Regions from separate parts of the Rattus norvegicus genome. Here region 1 is linked to region 2. Evidence: chromatin contacts called from public Hi-C data. All regions are on one chromosome and are shown on one strand. The core of a region is the stretch at or near the end of the contact, and the rest is flanking DNA. Distances in the headings are between cores, read along the strand shown.

Evidence for each region. Hi-C and Micro-C count contacts between places; a contact is called where the count stands out from the background.
Region 1: a Hi-C map of Schwann cells shows a contact between it and region 2, with 2.7 times the contacts expected there. The contact joins the promoter of Ankrd28 here to the enhancer-like site in region 2. A contact is called at or near these places in 2 of 12 Hi-C or Micro-C datasets (Schwann cells and hepatocytes).

What each region holds. Positions count from the first base shown.
Region 1 is chr16:7,052,577-7,058,848 of GRCr8, reverse strand. It overlaps Ankrd28 (ankyrin repeat domain 28), which reads left to right and starts at 2,256. Exons shown (of 28, transcript NM_001427331.1): 1 at 2,256-2,596. The coding sequence starts at 2,570.
Region 2 is chr16:7,015,345-7,021,279 of GRCr8, reverse strand. All of the region lies in intron 1 of Ankrd28 (ankyrin repeat domain 28), which reads left to right. Among named protein-coding and RNA genes, the nearest start is that of Ankrd28, 38 kb to the left of the region's middle. Within about 2 kb of position 4,074, at least 5 of the 93 cell types and tissues checked have an H3K27ac peak or open chromatin away from gene starts, as enhancers often do. A contact at or near this core is called in Schwann cells, where this site is marked.

The DNA of each region.
Region 1 (6,272 bases), core at 1,007-3,506, 39 kb before region 2:
TAATGAAACTTGAACACAAATATTTTTCAATTTATTGCTTAATTATATAGAAGTTTTATTTCTATTTTTTTCCAGAAGCAATAGTTGCTACTATCTCAACAGCTATGAAAATACTGATATTGAATTTGAGTGGTCCTTAAGAATTCCCAGTTTTTCATATTATTATCTTGCTTGATTGTGTGATATGAGTAGGCTTGGTAATATTAAGCTTAACCTTTCTTTTTTAAAAAATAAACAGCGAGGGGTTGGGCATTTAGCTCAGGGGTAGAGCGCTTGCCTAGGAAGCGCAAGGCCCTGGGTTCGGTCCCCAGCTCCGAAAAAAAAAAAAAAAAAAAAAAACAGCGAGTAAGACATACAAGATGTTAAAGTATTCAAGACGGAGAAAGGTGAACCCACCAAGGACTGGAGCACCTTTGCAGCACGATCACACACTCTGTAGTGCAGAGATTGAATGCTGTAAAATACTTTCACCAGTTACTCTTCATTAGAAATTTTCATCACTTCAATCCTAATACACATTTGGTCCGCTATCTCAACCCATACCCTCAAAACCACTTGTATGTTCCCCAAGTCAGTCTGTGCTGTGTTCCTAATCAAGTACCTGTTGTGCTTTTAAATTGTAGAACTTTAACCCAGAGGAGAGCTTACTGAGGATGGGCGTTTGTTCAGTTGTATTAATTGCTGAGTCAACATTCAGTGTTAAACAGGCAAATACACAGAAGAGAGTAAATCTTTCATCCTCGAGGAAGGTAAAACTCTATTTGCTGTAGCACATGGACAATTATAATCACAAAATATTGTAGTAATGTCGTCACAGCACCTTTGTTTTGAAGAAGTCAAAAGCTTTCATACTGCTAACTCATTCACCTTCAATGCCCTGGTAGAGACATGGGAGTGACAGAAACCTCATCATTGGCCAGAGTTGATGCAGAAAGGAATAAATTTCTTTGAAGAAAATGCAAAGCAAGAATCTTTTTTTTTCCCTGACTAAGCCTCTTCCATCAGTTATGAGTATTCCTCCATTTTAAAGTAGCAAATACCATCCATGGTAAAAATGTAATTTTAGAAAAGGGATGTTTCAGCAGAATTATGGCATAGTTATGTTAAGAAATATTGGAAGGTTCTTACTGCATTTGATCTTGCACTTTGATATTTTCTTTTCTTGTGGGGCTAAAGAGTTGTTTTTAATAGCAGCATTATAATAAAGTGACAGTCCTGGCACAGATCCCCATTTTTCTAGACTGCCATTAGGCTCAAATCAGCTCAAATCAATTCTCTAAATTAAGTCTGTCCCAAGAGACACGCCAATGCAGGGAAAAGATGAGATTTGTTTTTGTTTTTTGTTTTTTTTAAACCAAGCCCGATATCTCACGTTTGTGTTCTAACCATCTGTACCTTTTATTAATCAGGGGCTGGAGCCGCCCAGGCTGACAGACACAGAACAACAATCCTCTCCCACACAAGCCTAGAATGGTAACAGTGTGCGGCTGCCTAAGAAAGAAAAGCCTTTTCTGAGCTGTGGGTTGGCGTGGGTGTGTGTGCCAGGGCGAGAGAGTCATTCCTCTTCTTCATCCAAGGATGCTATTTATTGGAAATCCTGCACATCTTTTTGAAAAAATTGATTTCTCTCGAGTGGGAGGCAAAACCCTTTGGATGATAAAGAAGAAAGGGGGAAAACACATGCAAGATTGAAAGGGGCGCTTTGGAGAGAAAAGCTCGGTGGTCCCAACCTGTTCAGGCTGTGAAGGCCACGCCCTTCAATCCCGCGTGCCAGCAGTCCCTCCCCAAACCCCACGTACACGTCTCTCCCAGAGCCGCGGAGGCATTCTCACTCTCGCTCCACGTGCGAGTCCGGTTCCCCGTTGCCCTCGCTATTCTGATGGAAGAAGCATCAGCTCCGAGGTCTCCCTCGCTCGCACCGGTTCCGGCTGCCTTCTCCGCACCTGACTGAGCTGAGCTTGTGCACGCCACCTCCACGTGCCATCCCCGGCCGTTACCCGGTACCCAGTTTCCGTCCCTCCCCACCTCCAGCCCCGGCTCCTCCCACCGCGCCCGGGGCGCGCGCTCAGAAACCCGGCCACCTGGCCCGCCCGCTCCGCGCGCCGCCGCTTCCTGTGCCCCGCCCCTCTCCCGGCGGGGAGGCGGGGCCTGGGCGCGAGCGAGCGCGGCGGCGTGGCCAATGGGCGCCGGGCTTACTCTGGCCTCTCCCCCGCGCGGCCGCCAATCGCGGCGGGCGGTGGTGGTAATATTGTGGAGTGGAGTTTGGATGCCGCCGCGGCCGCGGGCTGGAGCGGCGCGGCGGCGGGGGCTGCCAGGGTATTTCGGGAAGGGGGTGTGAGGCGGCGGCGAAGGCGGCGGCTGCGTGTGGGAGGTGGCTGAGAGGGAGAGGGAGAGAAAGGACGGAAGAAAGAGGGCGGGAGTCCTCGGTGGAGGAGGCGGGACCGGCGGGGCTCTTCGCGGCGGCGGCGGGCGGCCGGGGAGGCGGCGCCGCCCCCTGCCCGCGCTCTCTTCAACGTAGCCGGCCACCTACCCGCCGGGCGCGGGTAGTGGCGGAACGGAGGCGACCGCCATGGCGTTCCTCAAACTCCGCGACCAGGTAGGTGAGGGGCGGCAGGGCGGGATCGCGCCACCGAGGAACCGGAGGAGGGTGTACCCGCGGCGTGGGCCGCCCGGGTGCCCGCTCGGCTCGGTGGCAGCGAGGGAAGAGTGTCCCGGGCCGGGAGCGGTGCGGGCCGTCCGCCTGTCAGTGCAGCCCCAGCTCCGAGAAACCCACGTGCCGCCGGGGGATCGCGGCCCCGGCCACAGGGGCGGGTTCGGCGCTCGCCGCCCTCGCGTCCGGCGCGCTGCCGGGTAGGCGCCTCCTCTTTCCTGCCAGGTGAGGCTCGGGCCTAACAGGTGGCTTTGCGGTGCTGAGTAGGAGCGGTGCTGGCGGCGGCCGTGTCCCGGGGTCACGACCTTGCTCTCGGGTTCGCCGCGTGGGGTGGTTCACGGTCCACCGCACTGTCTCTGCGGAGAGGTGGTGGCGGAAGAAAGCAAACCCACCAGTCCGGATTGATTCTGCTGGAGTCTAGTTGTTACCGTGCATATCCCCAGACTCTTTCTCTTGGCATATTCTGCACCATCTTGGTTTAGTTTTCTTGACTTAGGAAGAGCTTGTCAAAGAACACCTGAAGTGCTCAAAAGACTGACACTTGTGGGCTGGGAAAAATAACACTGTATCTACCAATGAAATCGCAACTATGTCTGAATGAACGCTTGTTACCCTTAAAAAGGTGGGAAGGTGAATCATAAGACTTTCAGGAGATGCAGACGCTCCCCAGTGTTAAACGTCTCTCCTAAGGAAAAGGGAAATTAACCAGTGGAATTCACAGAGTCGTGGGAACCTATTAATGCTAAGTACCTATTTTGCCATTGTTTTTCTGAATAGGAGATACGGAACAGATTTGAAGGGAAAGTTACTTGCATGGATTGAGAAACCATTCAGAAAGAGGACACAGGCTTAACAAAAAGATAGGGGAAAACTTAATATGTTTTATATACTTTTCTACCAATTAAAACGTAAGTTCTGCATCTAGCTAATGTTAATTTCTCATTTCAAAAGCGAATATTCTATTTAAGCTGAATGCTGGCTTTATCGTATCATTTTAGCTGATATTAACAATAGTTTATGATACTTTGAAAAACTGGTTGATAAATTTGTATTTCAAATTATGTGAATAACTTTACTGTTCAGCATGTTACATCAGTTACGCACAGTGTCTTTAAGCTGATTACAATTAAAATATAGTTTCATAATTGTGCTAGTTGCTTTTCAAAAGTGCTAACTAGCTACAGGTCGCTCGGTTACTGTATTAAATACAGTAAAGCCTCTCATTGCACAAAGTTCTGTCAGGGAAAAAAAACCTGTTAATAACAAGCAGCGTTCAAGCCCAAATCATCTAATTCTTACATAGCTAATACCATAAAACTCAAGATCTAGATTTTCAACTAATCTTTATTACTGTAGTAACACTTTGTACCTGCATATTTGTTCTAATCCTTCCTTCAGTTTTGGAAATGTATTTTGTGATTTGGTCATTGTGTGTATTAGGGATTTGGTAGGCTATTTATAAAAACCATGAATAAAAAATAAAAATCCATTTGCATCTTTGCATTAGAGTAACTAGAGTTTTGAAGCAGTCATAACACTGACTCAGTTTTATATAATATTTGTTAATACCCAGTGGTGATATTGATCTTTAAAATGTCGCCTGTAAACTTGAGAATGCTTGACTAAGTTAATGAGATGGCCTCGCTGGGGAAGACTTACTGTACTACTGAAAAATTGGCTCATCTGGTTCTTTTGAAAGACAAAAGCTGAAGAGTCTGTTTTGTCTAATATAAAGGGAATTGCACCTTTTCTTTAGAATCAGTTTATGTATTGATATGTCAAAAGACATTGGAAATGATGATAGAAAGGGAGTGGGATGCAACAGTTTAATGTTTTCCATTTGTATGAAAAGCACATTAGCCGGACAAAGTCGTTTTTGGAGGAAGGGTGAGAAGATCTGGATATGTACACAGGATTTTAAACATGGAAGGTAGTTGATATCACTTTTAACCTTGCAAAGAATAATAAAAAGAAGCTAGACATGAATGAGTAAGGATTTTCTTCAACATTGAAGTCTGAGAATAGTTCTACGTAAAGATATAAAATCAGAGGTGAGAGATGATACTATCAGTAAAGAGCTCACATCTACAAAAGCATGAGAATCTGAGTTTGGTTCCCAAAAACTCCATAAAAAACCTGGGCATGGGTTTGGGGATTTAGCTCAGTGGTAGAGCACTTGCCTAGCAAGCACAAGGCCCTGGGTTCGGTCCCCAGCTCCGAAAAAAAAAAAGAAAAGAAAAAAAAAAAAAAAAACCTGGGCACAGTGGCACATGCTTGTAATCTCAGCGCTGGGGAGGTAGAGACAGGTAAATCCCTGGGCGTCTTAACCAGCCAGCCTAGTCTACTTACTTTTACTTGTGAAGAATGACACTGGAGATTGATTTCTGGCCTCCACTTGCACATGGGCACCCACAGGAACACAGACACATACATGAAAGATACACAGTGAAGACAGATATAAAATCATTAAGCAAATAAAGGAAATTGTCCTCATTCTGTAGTCAGAATATGACAGCATTTATTTTGTGGCAGCATGTAATTAAGGGGATAAGAAAGAATTATTGTATTACTTTCTGCCCATGAGTAGATGAAAATATTTTTTAAATTGTTAGTAAAATGAAACTTTGTTTTCTGTTGATAACAGTAGATGGGAACTTTTTTCCTGAATTACTTTAATTTGGCTTATATAACATTCATCCGTAACAGTGTTAGGATTTTTCTCTCCTGAGGTTATCACTGGCTATTTTTCTCCTTAGGTGATGAAAATTATTCATATATGGTTACATTTTAAATCATAAGCATTATGTTTTATTAAGGAAGGTTGCTGGTCTTTGTTTAGGTTTCCTATTTCAGAAGCTAAATAGCAACTGGCACTTGTATGTAGAAACTGATGGGGAGTGGTGGAGATCATGACCTTAGTGTCAGGCATGCTAGTCACTGCTCAGCCCTGAGCCTTTGTTGTGCAGGTGTGTCTAGTATTTCTGAAATTCTGTTTTCCTTTAGGATATCAGAAGTCCAGATTGTTAGGGAAAAATCTATTTATAGATGTTAGTATGTAACTACCAGTGACAACAGTAAATACTCAGGGTATAAAAGAGGACTAGTATGAAACTAGTGTGTAACGCTAATTCAGATGAGTTGGAGAAAAACTCCAAAAATGGTTCTCATATTAAACCGAGTGTTCTTTGACAACAAAGGACCACAGTGGTCATAAACCCCCAACCCCCTCCTCCCCAGTGTTTTGTGTGTGTGTGCATGTGTGCACGTGTGCATGTGTGCACGTGTGCATGTGTGCGTGTGTGCATGTGTGTTGTGTAGCCAGGGATTGGATCTAGGACTTCTTCCATGATAGGCAGGCACACCACCAACCTGGTCATAAACCTTTTTAAAAATTTAGAATTTGTATACCATAAGATTTACACTCTTAAAATAAGTGGGGTTGTTTTTTTTGTTTGTGGGTTTGTGTGTGTGTGTGTGTGTGTGTGTGTGTGTGTGTGTGTGTGTGTGTTTCACAAAACTGTAATCACCACTAACTCTAGAACATTTACCACTCCAAAAAACCACATGACCATTAGCAGTCATTTTCAGCTTTCTCTTGCTTTCTATGCCTGGTAATCAATAT
Region 2 (5,935 bases), core at 2,825-5,324:
GCATATAAGTAATTATGAACAAGCAATCAGTTGAATAAGTATTTGTGAGGATAGAAAGAATGATTCATGTGTTTTTATTTTGATATGTTACTTAATAAGCATCAAAAGAGTCACATACTTTTTGAGGTGACTGCATTGTGTCTGTCAGTGCTGTAATAGAAGGCTATTTTAAATCAGATTGAGCTTGACTGAAAATATTAAAATGATTACTATTGAAGTGTTGAGTATGTTGGCAGGCACATCCCCGTACTCTTAATAAAGGGATGAGGGAGAAGGATGAGTTCAAGGCGGGTCCAGTCTTGTCTATACATATAACAATCTACCCTAAACCTCTCAAGTTGTCCTAAGTGCTGTTGTGCATGCCCACCACTCTAGAAGCCAAGGCAGGAGAGAGCATGAGTGTGAGATCAGCTCGAACAACATAATCATACTCTGTTTTTGTCTTTCTTTCTTTTTTTTTTTAAGATGAACTATGAAGCTCCTCATTCACTGGAAACTTCTGTTTAAAATACAAGCTTGGAAAAATATTTTCATATTGATAAAATATTAAGTACTGAAGATTTTTTCTTTTGTATTTGCTGCCACCAAGTGGCAAATTAGTGACATTACCAAATTTGTTACCTGTCTAGACAGTGTACTTGGGTTTGTTTTTTGTTTTTTTTTTAACCTTTTAAAAAATTAGTTTCTTTGTTTGTTTATTTATTTTTGCACTCCAGATTTTATTCTCCTGGTCTACCCTCCAACCATACCCTTTCCCCTTCAAAGGATATCTTCACCCTACCTACCCCACCAGACCTCTAAACTCCTGGGACTTCCAGTCTTTTGAGGGTTAAGTGCATCTTCTCTGACTGAACCCAGACCCGGGAGTCCTCTACTATGTATGTGTTGGGGGCCTCATCTCAGCTGGTATATGCTGCCTGGTTGGTGATCCAGTGTCTGAGAGTTCTCAGGGGTCTAGGTTAATTGAGACTGCTTGTCCTCCTACAGGGTTGCCACCCTCAGCAGCTTTTGTTCATTGGTTGAGTGTACATATCTGCATCTGACTCTTTCAGCTGCTTGTTGGGTCTTTTGGAGGGCAGTCATGTCATGATAGGTCCCTTTTTGTGAGCGCCCCATAGCCTCAGTAATGACGTCAGGTCTTAGGGCCTCTCCTTGAGCTGGATAGCACTTTGGACCTGTTGTTGAACCTTCTTTTCCTTGGGCTCTTCTCCATCTTCATCCCTGCTTTTCTTTCAGACAGGAAGAATTATGGGTCAGAGTTCTGACCGTGGGTTAGCAACCCTATCCCTCACTTGATGCCCTGTCTTTCTGCTGGAGGTGGGCTCTACAAGTTCCCTCTCCCCACTGAGGACATTTCATCTAGACGCCCCCACCTCCTTGAGTTCTGAGAGTCCCTCTCTCCAGAAGCGCACTTACTTTTCTGAGCATGCGGCTGTCCTTAACACTCAGCTTGAAGCCCTATTAAAACCCATTCTTAATAAACCCCCATTTTGTTTTGAGGGGAAGAAACAAATTAACAAAATACATAATTGAAGGTTTTAAGAAACATATACAGAGAAAATACCTAGGAGAATTTGTTTTAAATGATACTATAGTAAAGTCTTAAATTTGAGATTAATGTTTCACATATTAATATATAAACAACATTTTATACATCACTGACAGCCTCTTAAGACAAACCATGTATAAACAAATTGGTAAAGTGGTTGGACATGTTATCAGAAAATATAGACGGACTTTTGCTTGTGTGTGTTCTTAAGATTTAAGGAAATTGGTTGTGACCTGTTCTGAAATATGAACACCCCATAGTTTGAGTTTCTTCAAGAATCCAGCAAGACTCAGTTTTTATATAAGGCAGGCTCTAAAAATATATGTGTATATATGTGTGTGTTTTTATATTGTGTGTGTGTGAGTGTGTGTGTGTGTGTATGTGTAAATATTGCATGTATACATCTGTAATCCCCGTAGTTGGAAATTGGAGGCAGGAGGATTGAGGATTTGAGGTCAACCTGGACTACATAAAAAAACTTTCTTTTAAAAAAAATAACAGGAATAAAAATATATATCCTACACAAATTAGTTTTCTTGATAGGGTTAAAAACTAAATTCTGAATCAGTAAAAAAAATCAAAGTAAACTTTGTATCATTTTAATAACTCAGTGTTTTCTTAAAGTATATAGCTCATTCATTTTGAAGGTTGGCCAGTTTTTGCTTTTGATTTCTGCTTTCTGTCATAGGCTTGTAGAACTCAAATAGTACAACTACTGCCTTCATAGGAGTGTGGGAAGTAGTGTGGGGCTCCCTGTTAGGGGGTATATAGTAGTCTTGTGTAGTGACCCTGCCAACCTTTGTGACTGGCTACTTTGTTGCTACTTATACCTTCTCATTACTTATCCATGTGTGTAACTACTTGTGAAGTAATAATATCAGCCCCTTTGGAGACAGTTCATGTAGAGTGAGCCCTGTGTTGGTTGAAGGCTTCAGTATATAGCAACTTAATAATTCTGGTAGATTTTCAGCGGGAAGGGGCCTATAAATCTTACTTCATGTTCTCAGAGAAGCCCAGACAAGAAAGTATTAAGTAGCTGGGGACAATGAGCAGTACTGCAGAATTTGTTTTATTTTGTCCCGTGAAACCAACAAATACTTGCATCCCACTGCCCTGCTCTCCATTCCTTTCCTCATTTCCTTACATAGTAAATGTAGTGCGTACTTTAATCATTAGCAGCCATAGGAAACACAAGGAGACTTCCGCTGTGTGAGTGTCTCCCGTGGGTTCAGTGAAAGTATCTTAGAGTCTTTCTCAGACCCCAGAGGAGGAGCGTTAGAGCGGGGCTCTGGTAAGGCAGAGGTTTGATGATTGTGCTGCTGTCTGCTGGCCTTCACGTGTGGAATGGAAACATTGTGAATACTCTGCAGGCATCACAGGAAGCAGCTTGGCTCCGTGGTGTTGCTTCATAGGCCGGGCAGCACTTTGCTTGCTGTCCTTTGTGAGGTGTCCTGTGCCCGCTAAGCAGTAATGCTGCATGGTGCGAAGTGGACGCAATACAAAATTGCTTCAAAACAGGAAAACAGCTCATTGGAGTTTTTAAATTTAATATGCTGTTAGTTTTATTTAGCTTTTTTTTTTTTAAAGAAGAAAACTGATAAGTTAGGTTTTCTACTAGGAGAAAATTATTTGGTATATTAAGCTAGAGTGAATATGGTCATATTCAGGATTCATGTCTGTGATACATAATTGATGGTGTATCTTGGCTTCCTCTTAAGAAATCTAGAGTACCTTCCAAATGACCTGTTTTGTTTTGTTTCTGCGGCACTGATAGACACCCACTGGGGAGGGGTCCTCAGGGCTTCCCCCCTTCCATTTCCCAGTCCTTTCCTTCATGTCTCATCACTCTCCTCATCCCTCACCAATACCACCCCCGTGAGACAGGGCATCACTGAGATCTGCCTGCCTCTGCTCCCGTGAGCCACCACACTTAACTATACTTTTAGAAGCATGTTGAATGGCTAATTCGTTGTTACCTGGGATGGTTGTTGATAACTAGGTTTTCACTAGAAAATCTATGTCTTTTCTACTTTCTGTTATTTGTAAACAAGTTTATAACTCTTGACTTATAAAGACTTTGGACATATCATAAAATGTACTTTATTCTAATTCATTTCTTAGCCCAGCCTTTGAGAAATGGATGGGCAAAACAGAAAAGCAAACAAAAATTCCTATGTAAAACACAAAAATAAACCTATGAGACTTTATCTGATAAATAATTTTACTTGTAAAAATTGCACCAAATAGTAGATTACTATTAAAACACACACACACACCCTTTTTCTCTGTTAATAATTCAAGACTACTGAATTTCCAACCTGCTTTTGCTATTATCCTTGCAAAAGTTGTAGTTCTTACCTTTTGCCACTGGGTGGTGCGTTTGCATTGTTATTAGCCTTTCTAAATTTTTATAAGGGAACCATTTTTGAAAATCCATGGTAAAATGAGGGTGGTGGGATAGTTTGTCATATAGTTTAAGTGAGTTTAAACAAATTAAAAAAATCTTGTGGTATACTATACAGTTGAAGTGAGTGAATGTGTGCATGCGTGTGTGCGTGTTTTGTGTGTATGTTTTGACAGTGTGTCATTGTGTAATTCTAGGCTGGTCGTGAGCTCTTGGCAAAACACCTTCCCCTGCCTCCCGAAATTTAGGATTGCAGACATGTGCAACATACTTAATTTATATTTTTACCCTCAAGGATAAATCCTTGTATGTGAGTGGAATGTTCAAGACCTGTGCCTTACTGTATTTCCTAATATAATGTTTCAGTTATCACCTTTAAAACATTCTAGATGTTTTGAAGATGAGAGTGGTGGCATATGCTTTTAATTGTAGAATTCGAGAGGCAGAAGCAAGAGGATCCTTGGGAATTTAAGGCCAATCTGGTTCACAGAGTGAGTTCCAGGACATCTAGGGCATGACCATGTCTCAATAAAACCAAAGAAAGAAAAGATACTCTGATACTACAGGCAATAGCTTTATCAAGCCAAAGACCTTATACATCCTAGGCAAGCTGTCTACCCCGAAGCACACAGTTGATATTGTAGTTTAAATGACATCCAAGAAAAAAAAATCACAATTTCTTAGGTTATAATAGTTAAAATATAGGAAGCTCAGGTTTTAGAAACTGTCTTTGATGATCATTTTTTTCTTTTCTCCTGTCCCATAGCCATTCACATCTTTTTAATAAATGCTTTTGATCAATATTATGATGGTTTATTGACATTCCTTATTTGAGTGAGTTGAGTAGTTTGGCGTTATTGGGATTATAACAAGGTTCTAGTGCAGAGGAGAAAGCAAACATAAAAGACTACCCATCTTGGCGTCTGCTCAGACTGTCTGAGTGTGTGTCAGTGTTCACATGTGAGTGCAGGTGTTCTCAGATCTGCTGGAGCAGACGGACGTGAGCCACCCGTGTTAGGAGCAGAGCGTGGGTCTTCTGCAAGAGCAGTTTGCTTCTGGGCCAGTCTTCTAGCTGTTATTTTACAGCTTTGGGGGAATAAATTTAGAGGGTTTTATAACCCAGTAAATTTAGAAGACCTTTTCCCAACCTTCCTAATGCTATCATCCTTTAATACAGTTCTTCATGTTGTGATGACCCCAACCATAAAATTATTTCATTGTCACTTCATAACTACCATTTTGCTATGAATTATAACATAAATATCTGATATGCAGGATATCTGACATGCAGACCTGCTCAAAGAGGTCACTACCAACAGGTTGAGAACCACTTGTTCAGAGTATCACAGTAGCATAGATGAAGGGCTCTGACTTGTAGGTTTACTTTTTAGCAGACTTCTTTTTTTTTTTATTTTTTTATTTACATTTCAAATGTTATACCCTTTTCCAGTTTCCTGTTCACCCCCGTCCTCCCTCCCCCTGCTTCTGTGAGGGTGCTCCCCTACCCACCCACCCCTTCCTGCCTCCCTACCCTGACATTCCTACACTGGGGCATTGAGCCTTGGCAGAACCAAGGGCTTTCCCTCCCATTGGTGCCCAGCAAGGCCGTCCTCTGCTCCATATGCGGCTGGAGCCATGGGTCTCCCTGTGCTCTCAGCAGTGAGTCTTCGTGTATGGAGTCTGTAAGCTTTGGTAATGGGGACCATTGTCACTGAACCTTTCTGGGCTTTACTTTTCTTAGTTATAGGATGATATTTCAGTTCAGCAAAATGAGAGTCCTGGCTCTAAGGAGTACTGTTACTCAGAAGTAAATACATGAGCTGTGAAGGGGAGAATAAATAACCCATAATCCTGCTGTGGCTTAATTGGTCTGTTGTTGCTTTTTGAAAACATTAAGAGCCAAAATAAGAACAACAGCAACAGCAACAGCAACAACATCAACACCACACACACACACACACACACACACACACACACACACA